3 separate regions of the Mus musculus genome follow, and regions 1 and 2 are each linked to region 3. The links are chromatin contacts, called in public Hi-C maps. All regions are on one chromosome and are shown on one strand. Each heading gives the region's core, a stretch centred on a gene start, on an enhancer-like site or on the middle of the called end of the contact. The rest is flanking DNA. Distances are from core to core; before and after follow the strand shown.

Region 1 (4,031 bases), core at 551-3,050, 3.2 Mb after region 3:
TATGCTACCTACTCAAATATTTGTTGGGTAAATACTCACTACACCATTAACACTCTATAGTCTTACTACAAACTTACTGCCTGTGTAATAAAAGGTTTTCAAACTCAAAGTATTATTTTAAGAAACTTAAAGATAATTTCAGCACACAACAAAATTACTCCTACTTTAAAATATTCAAGAAAAGATATAAGCTGCCTCTTACTTAAGTGAAAATCTAAATTATTAAACTGAATTGTAACATTCAATGAGACTAAATGTAAGGTTCATTCTTAACACACATTTCTTTGATTTCTCCCCTATGACTTTTGGAATTAAAATAACAACCTTCTTCTAAACTTAGGGTTGCACAGAAAGTCACGTGTCTTTTGCCAGTTGCAAGAGCAGCATTTCAGTTTTCACAAAATTGAAGGCATAAAGTGTAAATACAAAAATCAGAGCGAGCAGTCATCAGTCATCGGAGAACTTCAAGCTCTTCGTTAAAACACACGCACGAAACCGGAGAGTTCTTATTTTTCACCCTCAACATGAACTGTGAAGGAATTAAACGTTATCGGCTACGAAACACTACCTGACTGCACACGGGGCAAATAAATGCCAAGTGCTTACATTAACTCTTCAAGTCAGCACCCAACTATAGTGGGCCGCTAAGTTTGAAGGAAAATCGCAGAGCTTGATAAACTAGCTGCACGTGACAAGGTCTAACTTGTAAGTCTCCTTTGATGTTAATGATTGCTTGGCAGGAAAGGGCAGAAAGCTGACTTTCCAAGCAGGATGTTGCTATAAACAATCTCGACGTCCAGGCCAGGCGTTAAATGGGCCGACAATTTAATGCGTCGGGGCAAGGGCTTTGCCTCGGCTTCTCTGACACACACTATTTTTAACAGGAGCCCATACCCGCCGCCAGCGAAGGGCGCAACCCAGGTCTAGCCTCGCCCGCGGAAGCCGCGGGCCTCCGGGCGGTCGGTATCAGTTGGACCGCAGCAGGAAATCCTGTCTTCCTTTGCGGATGGCAGTGGAGCCTGAGAAAAAAAAGCGAGCGAGCTTCCACGCCTCCGCGGCTAGGGGCGGCCGGGAGAAGCCGCCCACACCGGCGACTCGACTCGACGCCGGCCGCCATCTCCGCCCCGCGGCCTTCGAGCGTGGGGGACTCCCTCACGACCGCGTCCCCGCCTCCCGGCAAGGCGCCCCGCGCTGGACCGGGCGAGGTCGGCGTCGCAAGCTGCACTCACCCACTCGAGGATCTTGATGAAGCCGAGCGGCTCCTTGAGCGGGTTGAGGTTGATCTGGAAGGCGGACATCCTCTGAGGGAAAGGAGGGAAGAGAGTCAGGACGCGGGGCGGAGGAGGGGAGCGGCGAGACCGGAGCGACTCCGCGGCGAGAGCGGGAGGCGGAGCCGGCGGGGCTGGGGGCGGGGCCGGAGGGGTGGGGACGAAGGGGCATCGGGGCGGGACGGCCTGGCCTTTAAGGCGGGGCCGGGCGGCCGTTGAGTCCGCGCCCAGGAGACAGAGAGGGCGAGCCGAGACCAGGCCGAGGAGGGACTGGGAAGGGCTGGCTCCTCCCCCGGCCGCACCTGACTCAGCCGGCTGAACCGCTGACGAACCATGTTGGCTTTGGAAGCCATGCGTGTGCCGCGCCCCCTTCCCCAAAGCCTAGCTCTGTCTCTAACGCGCACGCGCGCTCCCTAGGCCCCAGACTCTTTTCCGGCCTTTGCGAGCGCGCGACGGGGGTGGGTGGGGTCGGGGGACAGCTGCGCCTGCGCAGCACGGCCCTCCACCTCGGTGGCGTTCTGGTTGCTATGCCCTTTTGTGGCTGTGACTGCCCGCCCTCACAACGGCCCGTTTTCTTCCCAGTGCTCTGAACTTTTGGGCAAATGTGTCAAGTGTGTACACAGACAAAGCCTCACTTCAAAGCTCGTGTTCAGGGCCCTTAAAGTCATAGTTATTGCAAAACTGCGGCCGTCTGGCGAACCTGCCTTATGTAAGGGTGCTTGAACGTATGATTCACCAAACATTTCCGCAGACATCGCAAAGTTGTTGGAGCCAGAGTAGGAGAAAGACCACCCATTTGAGATCATGGCTTGACAGGTCTCACAGGACAACTCATCTCTCCACCTCTATCCCCGTTTGGCGAGGCCTGTATTTCGTGCCGTTTTTTTTTGGGGGGGGGCGGGGGAGTGGGGGGGGGTCAAGTTAACTCATCTTTCATGATTTGTCTTAGGGAACACTCCCTCCTGCCACCAGAATGGGACCAATCTAGACATCTCTTCTCTGGCTTCCTTGTGCCTGGCCTTTTTTGGAGGGTTGGGATAGTGGCCTGTCTTCATGCATGGTGAGATAACACCAACATCGAAGGAAGATCTTTGCCACAGAGGATCCTAGTTCCAGCTCCCAGGTACTTATTTATATTTCCTAAATGTCAGTGGAGTATTCCATTAGAACTGACCACTACCCATGAACAGTTACTACCAAGCTAACACTTCCTCCTTCCTTCACTCTTATTTCCGTGTATTCCACTCAGCATTTCTCTTTAAGTCTTAAAAAAAAAAAGTTATTTTCTGCTGAGACCTGTTGGATAGGAACCCACAAGTAAATCACTTAGCTGTGCTTCAAAGGAAAAAGTATTCAAAGTAGAATTATACAAAATAGCCAAAAATATATTCAATGTAATTTCAAAATGAAATAGATGCTAACAGGATGGGATAATGCTCATCTTGCAACTTTATAGAGCTGAGAGGTCTGAAACAATTTGTACTCCCATGGTTTGTTCCTGTAGTCCTGTCACCAGGCAGCTGGCTGAGGTTTGCTTGACTGCACAGTTGGATAGGAATTGTGGGAAGGATAGGCAGGGGAAGCAAGTGAGGAGCTGGTCTCTTGTAGCCTTCATTTCTGTCAGGCAGCAGTGAGTGGTGGCTGAATCCCGACAGAAGCAGCAGCAAGTGGCACCCTCTAGTGTTGCAGCCCTCATAACTCAACCTTACAAATGTTCCGGTTTGTAAGTCTAGAACACTGGGGTTCCTCAACCCTTGGCAGCTCTTGGCCCAGGATGAGACCTTTGGCCCTGAAGGCTTAACAGCTATCTGGAGCTCTTGTGGTGCCAGGGCCTGCCCTTGCTCTTCTCTGGCTGATTATAAGGTTTTATCCGTTAGTCTTGGCTCTCTACCTCAGCTGCTAGGACTGTTCACTTCTGCCGCCTTAGACACAGGGTACCTGCTACTTCTGTGTGTGCCATTTTGCCGCCACTGCTTTCCAGTCTCTGCTGCTTTCTGTTCTGTGTCATCTTATCCTGCACTACTAAAAGTAGGCAAGACCACCTAAGAGCAGTTGTGTGTGTGTGTGTGTGTGGGGGGGGGGGGGTAAGGCTGCAATACCAGAGGAGCTTACAACACCAGAGTATCCTGACTCAGCACACTGAGTGAGCCTGAACGTCCTCTGATGTAGCCTAAGGACTATACCTACCAACACTGGACAAGCACAACTGTTTGTTTTAAATAAATTATACCCAACACTCTGAGCTAATCACAGATTTGTCTCTTAACGCTAGACCCCCTGTACTCACTGATAAGTGGATATTAGCCCAGAAACTTAGTATACCCGAGATATAAGATACAATTTGCTAAACACATGAAACTCAAGAAGAATGAAGACTGAAGTGAGGACACTATGCCCCTCCTCAGAATTGGGAACAAAACACCCATGGAAGGAGTTACAGAGACAAAGTTTGGAGCTGAGACGAAAGGATGGACTATCTAGAGACTGCCATATCCAGGGATCCAGCCCATAATCAGCTTCCAAACGCTGACACCATTGCATACACTAGCAAGATTTTATCGAAAGGACCCAGATGTAGCTGTCTCTTGTGAGACTATGCCGGGGCCTAGCAAACACAGAAGTGGATGCTCACAGTCAGCTATTGGATGGATCACAGGGCCCCCAATGGAGGAGCTAGAGAAAGTACCCAAGGCGCTAAAGGGATCTGCAGCCCTATAGGTGGAACAACATTATGAACTAACCAGTACCCCGGAGCTCTTGACT
Region 2 (3,927 bases), core at 665-3,164, 3.9 Mb before region 3:
TGTCTATATTAAATAGTCTTTCTTTCCGTTGGAGTTCTTAAAGACACGTGAAAAATACTTATCTCTCAAATTGAACTCACAGGCTGCAGGCTGCTAGTGGCCGTTCTAGTCAAAAGCTCAGAGTAACACACTGAAGTGCAGCTCAGCAAGATGTTTTCTGCAAGGCTGGATGGAGTCTCACTGTTGTCAGATCTCACCTGCTTTGTGTCTATGACTGCAAAAATGGAACCGAGCATGAAATACCTGTAGGATCTTGATCTCAAAAATACTATAAATGGTGCAGTTTTACCTTAAATTATTTAAGGAGATTTGCAAGCAATTCAAGCTTAATAAAGAATCTCTGTTAAAATTCCCAAGGAGAGCAGTTCTTGAACAAAAGCTTTTCTCCCTTTTTATGTTAATAACTGTAACTGGCTAATGAGAGCCCATACTTAGTTACAATCTTTAGTTCAGATTACATTCAATAACTTTATAGAATATGCCATTTGAGATTTTTCTTCCTAAATTAATGATGCTGTCTTAAAGCTAGGCACTGTGCTTATTATTCCTTAGATTTTTATATCAGCTATTAAAAACAATGGAAATAAGGTGAGCAGTGGTGAGGGTGGTGCATGCCTTTAATCCCAGCACTTGGGAGGCAGAGGCAGGCAAATTTCTGAGTTTGATTCCAGCCTGGTCCAGGGCTACATAGAGAAACCCTATCTTGAAAACCAAAACCAAAAATCAAACAAACAAAACCAAAAACCAAACCAAAACAAAACAAAAAACCCCAAACCCAAACAAACAAGCCCCGAAAACCAAAACAACAAAACAACAGAAAAACTAAACCACAAAGAAACAAAAACAACAGAAAGAAGCCCAATCCTTTCTACTATTCATAAAATAAATACTACTGGCTATGGTAATTTTAAGATCAGGAAATTTCTTAGGAAAGTTACAATCTATCTATCTATCTATCTATCTATCTATCTATCTATCTATCTATCTATGTATCTATTGAGTCACGGTTTACTACGTAGCCTTGGCTGGCCTGCAACTCTCTATGTAGACCAGGCTGGCCCTGAAGCATCCAGATCTGCCTGCCTCTGCCTCTCAAGTGCTTGGCCAGAATCTAGTTTAAAATACACTTTTAAATTGCACTATTATTATAGCCTTCCAGATAAAAATTTCTTGTAGGTTCTACCAAGCTTTAAAATGCCCTTTGTTTGTTTTTCTAAACATCTTTAAAAGATTGCTGGTCACGTTTTATAATTGGTTCATGACCAATTTGGTTCATTCTGTTTTTACAAAGACTGGAATATTCACAAAAACGACAGTTTGCCTCCTAAGGCCAAACATAGTGGTACACAATTACACTATGGAGCCCAATGTGCTTTACCACTAGTCATAAGTTACCAGCTGCAGCTTCATCACCCGTTCTTCTTGGGCTACTGGAAATATTTAGCGTTTCCAAAGTGCGTTTCTTCCTCCTTAATAGGGGCATTGGTTCCTGTTCCAACTTGTGGGGCGTAGACTCACTTAGGAGGTAGCGCTTGGCTTACAAAAGGTAGGCTACCATCCTAGCCAGCACATGCTAGGGAGGGCGGCAGCGCAGACTCCCCCAGGCTGCCTTGTGACGTGACGTAAGGGACCCACCCGGCCAGTGTCCTCCAACATCAAGGACCCTGAATCAACACCGCGGTCGCCCAGAGGCCGCCCTAGGGTGACAGGAAGAGGGGCGGTACCGGCGACGCCCTCCCGCACCCAGCCTGGGGCGGCAGAAAGACCGAGAACCCGCGGCCGAAGCCCCGCCCGTCTGCGCCGGCGGCGGGCGCCGAAAGGGTTGGAACGTGACCTTGTTTGGGCGTTGCTAGGAGACGCGGCCAGCACGCGCGCGCGCGACCCCCGCGGGCAGGCGCGGCGCGAGGGGCGGAGCCGCGGCCCGGAGCGAGGCTGGCGAGCACCGTTAGCCCGGCTGGCGCGCGGCGTCGGCCCGGCCGCCGTCAGGCCTCGCCGCTGCCCGGGGACAGACTCCCCGGCGGCTGACAGCCGCGGAGGCGGGACGACGGAGGACCGTCAGCCAGGTGAGTGGCGCGGGGTCATGTTGGAGAAGAGGCCTGCGGCGGGGCGGAGGCAGTATTGCCGGAGGCGTTCGGTGTGTAGAGGGGCTGGCGCGGCCCAGCGAGCCTGGGCGCACGGCGAGCTGAGGCGCGGTGGGCCGCTCCCGCCGCGTAGGGCCGCGTCACCGTGGCCCATGCTGCAGGTGCGCGAGGCGGCCGAGCGACCGGACCTGCAGCAGGGGCTCGGCGTCCTTTGCGATGCCTGCTCGTTTCCCACTCAGGGCAACAGGTGGTGCCGGAGGGCCGAGAGCGAGCCCTGGCGCTGCCGCCCTGGGAGTGGCAGGCACCCTTGCCAATTAGGGCGCCGGGGCGGGAGTGGCAGGGCGGCCCTGACGCGCTGACCAATGGGATCGCGGGGCCTGGGTGGGCCGTGAGGGTGGGCGTGGCCAGAGGCCGAGTCTGGGCTTCCCTGTGGGGCGTCCGCCAGAGCGGCGCGGAGGTCTCGGTTGAGAGGAGCTGTGGCGTGTTCCTCGCGGGGAGAGAGAGAGAGACACATCAGCCAATGTCCCTCCATTGGAATCCCGACTCCAGCCCGGGAGGTGAGAGCTTTGGTAGCGGGGACGGAGCCAGGAAAGTGAGCCTGGGTGCCGGGTGAGACGTGCCTGGTTAGATCTCCCAGATAGGGCTGCTTTTTTTGAGTTTTCTGCTAAGAAAAGGCACTTTAGTGGTGGATACGGTGACCGGCACCAGATAGTGGCGCCTGGGTTGTCTTCAGAATGAGCTTTTGAGGTTCGGGGATCGTAGAGAATAGAGAAAAGTACACGTTACTGCAGTTAGAGTGGATCGAAGAAAGCCTTTGGGTGACAGTTAGGCATCGTTTGTTTTGGATTGAATACATCTACTACCTCATCTGGTGTGTTTACTCACAGCAAGTTTTATTAAGTCCCTCATGTGCTTATTTTTGGCGAAAGTAGAGAAACCCCATTTTTAATGTGCTCACAGTAATAACTTACTCATTTCCTCCCCAGCAATCGCGTAGCCCGATCACCCAGGAAGAGAAATTGTAAGCAGATAAGAAGAACGCGTTCAGTTTGAGACACCATTTGCAGCTGGAAATGGGGAATGGACTGTCAGACCAGACTTCCATCCTGTCCAGCCTGCCGTCCTTTCAGTCCTTTCACATTGTTATTCTGGGTTTGGACTGTGCTGGAAAGACAACAGTTTTATACAGGCTGCAGTTCAACGAATTTGTAAATACCGTACCTACCAAAGGATTTAACACTGAGAAAATTAAGGTAACCTTGGGCAATTCCAAAACAGTCACTTTTCACTTCTGGGATGTAGGTGGTCAAGAGAAGTTAAGACCACTGTGGAAGTCATACACCCGATGCACAGATGGTATTGTGTTTGTGGTGGACTCTGTCGATGTTGAGAGAATGGAAGAAGCCAAAACTGAACTTCATAAAATAACTAGGATATCCGAAAATCAGGGAGTCCCTGTGCTTATAGTTGCTAATAAACAAGACCTGAGGAACTCGCTCTCTCTCTCAGAGATTGAGAAGTTGTTAGCAATGGGGGAACTGAGCTCATCGACTCCTTGGCATTTGCAGCCCACCTGTGCAATCATAGGAGATGGGCTAAAGGAAGGACTCGAGAAACTACATGATATGATAATTAAAAGGAGAAAAATGTTGCGGCAACAGAAAAAGAAGAGATGAATGGCAGTACCTTTTATATTGGTGTGGAATAGGTTTTCCTGGGTCTGATTTCTGACAAGCTGAAGAGTGTCTACAGCCTGGTTTGCCTGTCTGCCCTCATGGATGCTATTAAAGCTTTGTTTTGTTGAACAGTCAGATACCCAACTCTGTTGCCTTGTGGAAGATGAGTC
Region 3 (3,886 bases), core at 1,166-3,665:
AGTTTCAAGACAGCCAGAGCTACACAGAGAAAACCCTGTCTCGAAGAAAACCAAAAAACAAAAGAACAGAACAGGACCAACTGTCCACCTGTGGCACAGGTGGGCAAGGTTCTCTCTTACCAATCATTAATCCAGAAGATGCTGGCACAGACTCGCCTTCAAATAACTTATTGGAGATATTTTCTCCGTGGATGCTCCTCTTCCTAGATGGCTCTAACTTGTGTCAAATTCACACACACACACACACACACACACACACACACACACACACGCACGCACGCGCACACACACACCTAATTCAGACACACAGTTAATGACCATTCCATGATACGTCATACTACAATTCAGAGAAAACAAAATAAACAAACACCCAACGTTAGCTCTTCTAGATTAAATGGATGAGGACATGCCATGTCTTCAAAATGTCAATGTTGGCTGATCTTCTCCTATCTGCCAGTATTTTCTGAGAGCAATAACGATCCAAAATCCTGAACATGACAAGAATGTATCACTAAGTAAATCCACCTTGTATCTTTGTTCATAGGCTTAGGGGATTAAACCAATGAAAGCCAGCACCTGTACTCTCACAAACCTAGAGGATGAGGTGGCCCAAGAAATACAAGTAATAAGCACACTAATTATGCTTGATACAACCTTAGAATAAATCCATCCAAGAATTCATACTTCTCCTTTCACACACATATTTTCTCCAGCTGCCAATGGGTTTTCACTTTCAAGTGAACATGTGATAGCATTGGCTTGTTTAAAACCAGAATTCCTATCCCTGGTGGATTATGGGTTGAAAGCTGTCCTCTCTTAATTTTGATTGGTACAACAGGCACACAGCCGGGGCTCCAGTTCACTAACCTAAATCCCAGACCCACTAAAGGGAGCAAGAAACTAACCTAGAGACGGCATGAAAGCCAGAACTCATTGACAGCCATGCAGTTCATAGAATAAAAATCCAACCCAGAGCTCTGAGATTTCCAGCAAATATTGATTACCGTGAGAATCATGACTGATTTAGAAGTGAGATCAGTTCCTAGTCGCCTGCTGAGTTCAAACCATTGTTTTCTCTTCTCATACTCTTTAGACACGTGGACAGTCCTTGTTAGGAAGAATACATTTGTCTTCCTATCTGTGATTCTAGATGAGTTTGGCTAAGTAGAAAACTGTAAACCCAGGAGCTCTGTATTACAATGTCTGGCTTCTCTGTCATTCGAGGGCACATGTTTAATTTTTTCACTTAAAGCATCCACATTAATCATGCCCACAGGCACCGCATCCTCTTCTCAGCAAAGTGACAGTGCACGTGGTCACGCTGATGTTACCTGCCAGGTAACGGGGATGCGGCCAGGAACTCATTTGGGACATGCACTCAGGGACTGGTGGGGAAACATGGCTTCTAGTTGGCTTCCTTCCTGCAAGCTGCACAGAGGAGGCGTGGCTCGAATCCACAAAGTGGACTGGGAAGCACCAAGGAGCTCAACAAGATCACTTGAGGTCTAACATCGGACCAAGGTCAGTCGTGTCTGTGGGTGCCTGCGCCGACCTGGGCTACAGGAAGCCAGCCACAGAAGGCCTTGATGCAGAAAGCTCAGGGCGGAACATGCAGAGCGAGTTCTGTGCCCTTATAAAGAACCCCTGTTGCTGAAAGCTCCCTCCACCCGCAGCAGGGGCGGGGATCTGCAAGGGATCCAGATCCTTAAGCCTCCGGAAGTCGAAAGGGCCCTTTATACACCCGACTTGGAGCCTAGAACTACCAGGCCACTGCGGTCTTGACTGATTACGGTCAAAACATCCAATGAGCTGGCAAGCATGCATACGCAAAGACAGGCGCCCAGGGCCACGCGTGACTGTCTAAGATGTGTAGTGACAGTCGGTCGATTTCCAAAAAGCTGATTTAGAGGTCTAAGCTCGGCAACCTAGATCTGATGGCCTCAATTTTTCTGCCTCCCATCTCCCCGCCCCTGCAATCGGTCCCCAGACAGAGACAGAAAGGCTTTTTCCGGATTGCAAGTTGCCCAAGGTCCTCCGGGCCTAGGGCGCGCTCCAGGCTCCTCAATGCCCTGAGACCAGGTGTGCAGCACCCGGATACCAACCCTGCACCCGTACCTTTCCCGATCACTTCCAGCAGTTCCTTTTCCTCCTGGGTCAGCTCGCCTTTCTTTATGTGACCCATCGTTCCCGCCAGCTTGACGCTTATTCTATTTCTTTGGAAAGGTTTTTTAAAAAAACAAGAGACGTGTATGCGTCGTGGAAGACCGCCACAGCAAGGCAACTCGAGGCCGGAGCAGCAGCCCAGTGAAGTGGCAGAGTCGCTAGGGTCTCACGGCTGGGGGCTGGCGGGTGCGGCGAGCTTGAGCGAGCCGGGCTGGCGCTCTCCACAAGTCCCGCCCCCGCGCCTCAATGGCCAGGTCGGGAGGAGGAGCTGCAAGAGGCAGCAAGCGACTCCAATTGGAGCAACCTACGAGGTCCAAACCAAAAGGAGACATTTGGAAGGGGATTCAATACATCTTCTAGGTTTCCTATTCCCATGATAACCTATTAAGAAGTACAGGGACACAGGGTTCCTTGGATTCTAAGGATAGAAGTTCTCTGCCTGGTAGTGACTTCTGTGGGCACGTGCGGAGGCATTGGGATGCAGCTAGACGGGCTGCACTGCCCCTAAGAGTGGCGCGGTTCGGGCAAGGGGCGGGGATAGGGCGGGGCCGGGGCAGGAGGCGGAGCTACACCGGGTTCTGTGTGTCTGTGTCAATGTGTCTGTCCTTCACTCCTCCATTGTCTGCCTCAGCCACTGCCGCCGCCACTGCTGCTGCAGGATCCGCCGCAGCCACCAGTCTCGCGCGTCGTCGCTCCCTCCTTGGACAGGTAAGAGGTGATCAGGTGGGGCGGCGGGAGCCTGAGAGTTGAGCGAGCAGTGACCGCCTCCGAGCCAAGGGGTCCCAGCGGGCTGGAGCTGGCGTGGAGGAAGCATGTGCCACCTGGGGCGGTTGCCTTCCTCTTCATAGAGGAGCCCCCGCGCCGCGCCATCATCCATGCACGTACTGTGTATTAGTGCCTCTCGAGCGAGACCTAGACCTCGCTACGTTTGTCCGCCCCAAGAGCTCCGGGGACCGCGGGCCGGCCGTAAGCTGGCCACGCGGTGAAAGTGGCGGGTGCACATGGTCTCGTGCGTGGCGATCCCCGGGGAGGCCCACTGCCGGGAGGTGAGGGGAACACCCCATGACCAGCGACACTGGGAGAGGCTCGGAGAAGGTAAATTTCTTTTTGCAAACCTAGCCCTCCCCAGTACTTGTCTGTCATTTCTTGCCCTCTGTGGAAGCCATGGAACCTGGACCTGTGGTGTTCGCTAAGGATATTTAGAAGCGACTTACAACTGCTCTGATACTTTGTTGGGGTGTGGGGGTCTTTTTTGCTCTGAGAGAGCTGCCTGTCTTTATAACTCAGGTTTGGGGATTTATGGAACTAGGGAGGGTAGGCTGGAGAGGGCGGGGATTAAATTGGTGTTGCTGTCTATATATAGCCTTAGATTAGTTTCTTAATCCAGCCTTCATTCAACTGTGGTGTGGCTCCTGGAGCGTCCACCGTAGGTAGATAAGAGGTGAATATCGTGTGTACCTTTCTGTGCCTCCGATGCAAGGTACGCTTAAGAAAATATTCAATCATTCCTCCAAGATGCTTATCTGTAGCGTTCTACAGCGTCAATCACTGCTTCTTCGGAAATGACTGTTTAGTTTTGCTGTTGTTTCTCAACAGACTGGTATTGATGTTTCCGTTAAAACACAATTGTGCTAGGGAGAAATACTTGAATAATCATGTAGGTGGTTTTTATTAAGTAGCCCCAGGATCGCTCTTTCATTCCACGGTGCCAAGAATGATGTGA

The links. A called contact is a pair of places that touch in the nucleus more often than the background predicts.
Region 1: a Hi-C map of muscle stem cells shows a contact between it and region 3, with 9 times the contacts expected there. The contact joins the promoter of 4933406C10Rik here to the promoter of Ankmy2 in region 3. A contact is called at or near these places in 2 of 484 Hi-C or Micro-C datasets (muscle stem cells and uterus).
Region 2: a contact with region 3 is called in a Hi-C map of CD8 T cells, with 6 times the contacts expected there. The contact joins the promoter of Arl4a here to the promoter of Ankmy2 in region 3. A contact is called at or near these places in 2 of 484 Hi-C or Micro-C datasets (CD4 T cells and CD8 T cells).

The regions. Positions count from the first base shown.
Region 1 is chr12:32,951,558-32,955,588 of GRCm38.p6, reverse strand. 4933406C10Rik (RIKEN cDNA 4933406C10 gene) reads left to right here and starts at 1,800. Exons shown (of 6, transcript NR_044986.1): 1 at 1,800-2,084; 2 at 2,218-2,391. Sypl (synaptophysin-like protein) reads right to left here and starts at 1,403. Exons shown (of 5, transcript NM_198710.3): 1 at 1,230-1,403. The coding sequence starts at 1,298.
Region 2 is chr12:40,035,974-40,039,900 of GRCm38.p6, reverse strand. It overlaps Arl4a (ADP-ribosylation factor-like 4A), which reads left to right and starts at 1,914. Exons shown (of 2, transcript NM_001039515.1): 1 at 1,914-2,063; 2 at 3,068-3,927. The coding sequence starts at 3,155. The coding sequence ends at 3,757. It overlaps Arl4aos (ADP-ribosylation factor-like 4A, opposite strand), which reads right to left and starts at 1,824. Exons shown (of 3, transcript NR_166749.1): 1 at 1,396-1,824; 2 at 81-214.
Region 3 is chr12:36,155,653-36,159,538 of GRCm38.p6, reverse strand. It overlaps Ankmy2 (ankyrin repeat and MYND domain containing 2), which reads right to left and starts at 2,415. Exons shown (of 10, transcript NM_146033.3): 1 at 2,116-2,415. The coding sequence starts at 2,182. Bzw2 (basic leucine zipper and W2 domains 2) reads left to right here and starts at 2,714. Exons shown (of 12, transcript NM_025840.3): 1 at 2,714-2,871.